2 separate regions of the Mus musculus genome follow, and region 2 is linked to region 1. Evidence: chromatin contacts called from public HiChIP or PLAC-seq data. All regions are on one chromosome and are shown on one strand. Each heading gives the region's core, a stretch centred on a gene start, on an enhancer-like site or on the middle of the called end of the contact. The rest is flanking DNA. Distances are from core to core; before and after follow the strand shown.

What was found. HiChIP or PLAC-seq counts read pairs in DNA pulled down with a chosen protein or histone mark.
Region 2: a contact with region 1 is called in an H3K4me3 HiChIP or PLAC-seq map of bone marrow-derived macrophages, with 6 times the contacts expected there. The contact joins two enhancer-like sites. A contact is called at or near these places in 1 of 115 datasets of contacts at active chromatin or transcription factors (bone marrow-derived macrophages) and 1 of 9 other capture datasets (pancreatic islet).

Annotation. Positions count from the first base shown.
Region 1 is chr15:100,441,918-100,444,649 of GRCm38.p6, reverse strand. The region is part of intron 1 of 5330439K02Rik (a long non-coding RNA gene); the gene reads left to right. Among named protein-coding and RNA genes, the nearest start is that of Gm5475, 20 kb to the right of the region's middle. Within about 2 kb of position 1,264, at least 311 of the 459 cell types and tissues checked have an H3K27ac peak or open chromatin away from gene starts, as enhancers often do. A contact at or near this core is called in bone marrow-derived macrophages and pancreatic islet, where this site is marked.
Region 2 is chr15:101,144,309-101,147,114 of GRCm38.p6, reverse strand. Acvrl1 (activin A receptor, type II-like 1) reads right to left here. Exons shown (of 11, transcript NM_001277257.1): 11 at 1,779-2,806. Among named protein-coding and RNA genes, the nearest start is that of Acvrl1, 17 kb to the right of the region's middle. Within about 2 kb of position 1,459, at least 296 of the 459 cell types and tissues checked have an H3K27ac peak or open chromatin away from gene starts, as enhancers often do. A contact at or near this core is called in bone marrow-derived macrophages and pancreatic islet, where this site is marked.

The DNA.
Region 1 (2,732 bases), core at 15-2,514:
AGTTTTTCTTTTTCTTTATTTTATGGGTGTTTTCCTTGGGTGTATGTCTGTATACCATGTGCACACTTTGTCCGAGGAAGCCAGAAGAAGGCATCCGATCCCCTGAAACCAGAGTTACAGGTGGTTGTGCTAGGAATCAAACCCAGGTCCTCTGGGGAGCAGGCAGTGCCGGTTGGCATCGCCAGCTCTGTCTGAAGGTTTGATCGTACTTACCTAGGTAAAAGCCAGCAGGTTTGCAACAGGGGCTTGTATTCCTGCATCACGTTTCTCAGTGATGAGTTTTCAGTGCCACACACACCAGGCAGGCATAACACCACCAATCCCCATTTCCGTCTCGTTTCCCGGGGGACTCTGAACACTCCGTAACCTTCCTGCGATCTTGATTTCCACTTTCCTTTCCGGCTTTACTGTTAAACGCCTGGCTTCTCTGTTTGTATGGAAACCGAATACCCTTTAAGAAGGCAAGCTTCTTGCTCTATTTACATATTTGTTCCCTTGTTTGTTTGCATTTGAACAAGCAGAAAATGAAATGGAAAGACCGCCCTCCACAGCAGAGGCAGACCGGCTGGGAGGCAGTGGCCTTGGTTCATGTATGCTGGCCTGACTGCCAGTGTTCTAAAATGACTTTAAAATCCCCTCATTTCACTGCAGGGGAAACTGAGGCTTCGGATAAGAGAAGCAACTGTAGACTAGTTAGAGTCTGCAGTACTTAGTCTAGGACACAGGAACGCTGAGGAGCTGTTAGCGAACTGCACTTCTCAGTGTCTGTGGAGGTGTTTCTAGACAAGGACGGACCAAAATAGGTTAAGGCTTGCTGTGAATATGGGCAGCAAAACCCAGAAAGTCTGCAGCGCCCAGGGAAAAAGATGGGCGTGGCTATGCATGCCCGTGACGCAGCGCTGTGGGCTTTAGAGACAAGAGAATGCTTGCTGCTTGCCAGCCAATCCCGGGTCAGTGAGGGAGGGACTGTCGCAAGGAAATGAGGCGAGAGGGCTATAAAGCAGGAAACCCACCTTCTCTGCCGGTGAATACACACACACACACACACACACACATACACACACACACACACACACACGCGCGCGCGCGCGCGCGCCACACAAACACCCCCTCCCTCCCTTGCTTCCTCTCCTTCCCTCCCACCCCCCCACCCCCGCCCCCGCCCCCAACACCAGCTTTCATGTTGTTTAAGGTCATAGCTCTGTGACAAGCACCCTTACGCGTCATGACTGGTAGCTTTTCTTCTCGGATCGAACCCACGCTGGTCCAGGCTACTGTCTTTAGGGGCTATCAGAGGACAGGGAAACTGAGCTGCCTCTAGGTTAGCTGCAGTTGGGTTCTGGATCTGATCTGACTCAAAGGCATTTACTGGCTTTCTTTCCCCCCAGTGATAAGGAGATCGCTGTCAGGCCTCCCCATGCAGTAGCAAAATGTTATCATCTAGAGATACTGTAATCAGGTAGATACTTTGGCCAAGTTACAGAGAGCCAGCGGCGTTGTGGTAAGCAGGCATTTCCTGCCATGGGACATTTTAAAACAAGGAATATAATGAGCTTCCACCCTAAAGGGAAGATTCTGTTGCGCATGTATGTATTGTATAGAAATACATATAACACATGTTTGTACTTACACAGGTAAGTGTATCTATGTCTATATAGATATATGCACAAACATAAATTATTTTTTTGTTTGTTTTGAATCGGGGCCTCTCTGCATAGCCCCAGCTGGCCTGGAACTCACTCTCTAGATCAGGCTGGCCTCCAACTCACAGAGATCCACCTGCCTCTGCCTCTGCCTCTGCCTCTGCCTCTGCCTCTGCCTCTGCCTCTGCCTCTGCCTCTGCCTCTGCCTCTGCCTCTGCCTCTGCCTCTGCCTCTGCCTCTGCCTCTGCCTCTGCCTCTGCCTCTGCCTCTGCCTCTGCCTCTGCCTCCAATTAAAGGTGTGTGCCACCACCACCCAGCTATACCTGTTGGAGGTGAGGGGAGAGGAAGAGAGTTTTTTTTTTATAAAGATTTATTTATTATTATATCTAAGTACACTGTAGCTGTCTTCAGACACACCAGAAGAGGGCATCAGATCTCATTATGGATGTTTGTGAGCCACCATGTGGTTGCTGGGATTTGAACTCAGGACCTTCAGCCACTGAGCTATCTCTCCAGCCTCAGTAAGGGATTCTGAAACCTCAAAGTCCATGATTAATAGTGTTAGTCATATTAAACATGAGTCTCTGCCACCAAATATTATAAAACTTGTGTTTAGGGCAAAGAACGCAAACCTTCTTTCTTACCTCATAAGACTTCTGTGCACATATTTTAGTCCCCATGACCTGGTAAAATCTTTGTTTACACAACAGACCCTGCTTCATTCTGGGAACTCGATGACCTGGATCTGCCACCCCCTTTCTCCATCTTCAATTCCTATGCACGAGTTCTTTTAAGACTAGACTAGGCTAGGGCTGGAGAGATGGCTCAGTGGTTCAGAACACTGACTGCTCCTGAGTTTAAATCCCAGCAACCACACGGTGGCTCACAACCATCTGCAATGAGATCTGATGCGTGTGTTTCTAGACAGCAACAGTGAACTCATATATAATAAATAAATAAATCTTTGAGAGTTCGAGGCCAGCCTGGTCTACAGAGTTCCAGGACAGCCAGGGCTACACAGAGAAACCCTGTCTCGGAAAAAAAGAAATCTTAAAAAAAAAATAATAAGAGTAGACTAATAAATAAGAC
Region 2 (2,806 bases), core at 210-2,709, 700 kb before region 1:
TTCAAGAGTCGCCCACCCGGAGCGATGACTGCACAGTTACCATCAATCCCAGCCCTGGGACACTGGACTGGGCACACAAACCCCTACCCTATCCCAGAGTAGGCTTCAATGCATGCAGATTTTGCCATCTTTTGGGCTGCCATTTCTTTATTCCGTTTGTATCCCTGACTGACCTCTGAAATCATCTTGTGGCTAAGGATAACCCTGAAATCCTGATCCTCCTGCCTCCACCTCCCAGGTGCTGGGATTGTAGGTATGCCTGGCTACACCTGGCTTTGGGATGCTGATCTTAATGCAAGGGGTAAGCCAGGGGAGGCATTGCTCCTTCCTCACAGGCTAGGGTGAGGTAGGACTGAGAGAGGATGGAGTCTGGGAAGGAAAGGAGCTGTCCATGAAAGCCGGGGTACCAAGAGGCCTTGGCAGAGGAAGGGCTGAGCGTCAGTGTCAAGGCTCAGGCTGCAGGGGCCACCCTCACTCCGTTTTGCATGCCCTACCAACCATACCCTCTCAGGGAGGGATAGAAATGCTTCCTCACTTTTTATATGTAATAAGGAAGTTGGAGGCTGGGGTCACCGCAGGAAATCAGAGCAAAGAGCAGAGAGGCTTGCGATTTCTCTTTCTTTTCCCCCAAGGCAGTAACAGCATGTGCAAGTGGCCAAGAATTTGGGTCCTAGTAACCTCGAAAGATTCTCTTCTAACAGCATGGTGACGGGTCAGTCCTGCCAGATCCTGTCCAGCCCACACGGAACTCTTGCACGGCTGTTTTCCCGCTGCCCTTTTCCCGGTCCTCAACCACACTGTGGTCATTTAGGGGCCTGGCCTGCCAGGCTGTGTGGACTCCAGGGGAAGGAAAGGTGGGAGAATGGGAATGCTATTAGTGTCACCATCCTCTGAGGGCTCCCTTCAGAGTCCTCGGGAAAGGTCTTGTCTGCTGTATGTGCCAGGGAGAGGTCCACGACCCCAGCGCAGAAGGCTGCAGATTTGTGCCCACTTGGGAGGCATGGGGAGCAGACCAAATTGTCAACCGCAGAAGAAACTGGGGCACCCTCCCTGTTTTCCTAAGAAAGGTCCAACACCCTCTTCTTAGAAAGTTTGTATTTCTGGGCTGGATTGAACCAAAAGACTCCTCCCAGCTTCCTTCAGTACGGTCTCCTATTCTCTCTCACCCCTCCAGTGGCACTTTGCTCATAGTTTCTGGGGTGGGGCGGAAGGGGACATGAGGTGTTCTCTGAGATTTCCAGGTAAGGGGAGCTTTTCATTCCGGGGGTGTGGACTAATTGCAGACAAGGGGTGGGGAGCACCTAGGGAGGGAATTAAGAAGGAGCTGAACAGGGAGGGGCGGAGCCGCCTCTGAGTAAGGAAGCACAAAGCTCCTTTGCTAGGTGTGGTTTCCAGGCACAGTCCCTACAGCCCAGAACAGCTGAACGCATGCACGCAAGCACGCACGCTGCGGCAGGGACGGGAAGGAGGGCCCAGGCCTACTGGGAGGAGCCAGCCCGCTGTAGGAAGGGAGCAGGGCAGCCGTGGGCAGCGCATTGGCCAGCAGAGGGCGACGTGGCTGTCATGGATCAGGTTGCTGTCTATCCCGGGTGGGATCTGAAGTTTGAACCTCACTCAGCACGGTTCTAGGTATGGGGGCATTCTAGAGCAAGCCTGTCCCAGGGAAATTTGGTGGTGTGTACTTTGGGATGCTCTACTTCCCATCCCCCTAGGGTTCTCTCTGGACCCCTGCAACTGGACCACTGCGGGGGGGTACTAGCCTGGAAGGCAGCAGAAACTCAGGGGGTCAAACATGGTTTATTGAAGACCTACTACATGCCTGTCACAGGCCAAGTGCTCCCACAAACTGTGTGGTTCCACTCACACACCTGCACTGGGAAGCATTTGAAGATAGTTGTCTCTAGAGGGCCACTCTCCTTGCCACGTTTCCAGTTGTTCAACCCCCCCCCCCCACCTCCACTTAGGATTTCCTGGCCTTGGAGGAGCTACTGTCTTCTGGCTCTGACTGTGGAGTCTGGGGATAAATTTGTTCCCAAGTTCAGTAGAAATAAAATCCTTCAGGCAAGAAAGCGATTCCCTGGCTCCAGTGACGGGAGAACCTTCAGACTTTGCCCCCACTGGTCTGGGGAAAGCCGGACTACTTTCTGTTTTTGTCTCGTTTCACTTCCTGGTTCTCCTTGGTCCTTGCATATTGCTGAAAGACAGGCTTGAGAGAGAGAACAGCGCTGGAGAGCTGGGAGGTCACACTGGAGGAACTCAAGAGGTCGGGGCCTGTGTGGAGCATGATGAACTCTCGCCGTTTCTCCCTTCAGTGGCCAATAGTTTCTAGGCCAGGTCTTCCCAAGATGGAGGCTGACCTTGTCTCTTGCCTGAACCCTGCTTTACCCTTCTTAAGCCTCGCCTACAGTTCACTTCTCTTCAGTCCATCAACCCAGGCTTCAGTTTCACCTGTTCAGTACGTGGGTGAACCCTTCACATTTCTAAATACCAGACTCTCTGTGTTTCTCTAGGCTACGTTCTCCCAAGGCTCACTTTCTGGGGTCTGGCCCAGGGTGTGGGCTTTGGCCAGAGAGTCACAGCCGGGGGTGGGGGTGGGGAGCAGAACCCTGGTTGCTGGAGGCTTCTTGACAGGGGCTAAGTTTCTTTCAGTATTGGAGACCCCAAAGGAAGCCACCCTTGAGCCCTGGGCAGAAGGCCAAGCCGCAGAGGGAGTCAGAAGTTCTTGTACTGCCTGGGTCCTGAGGTGGCTGCTAGCATAGCTTAAGGCAAGAACTGGGGCCTGGAGACTAGCCTAGGGGGCACTTTA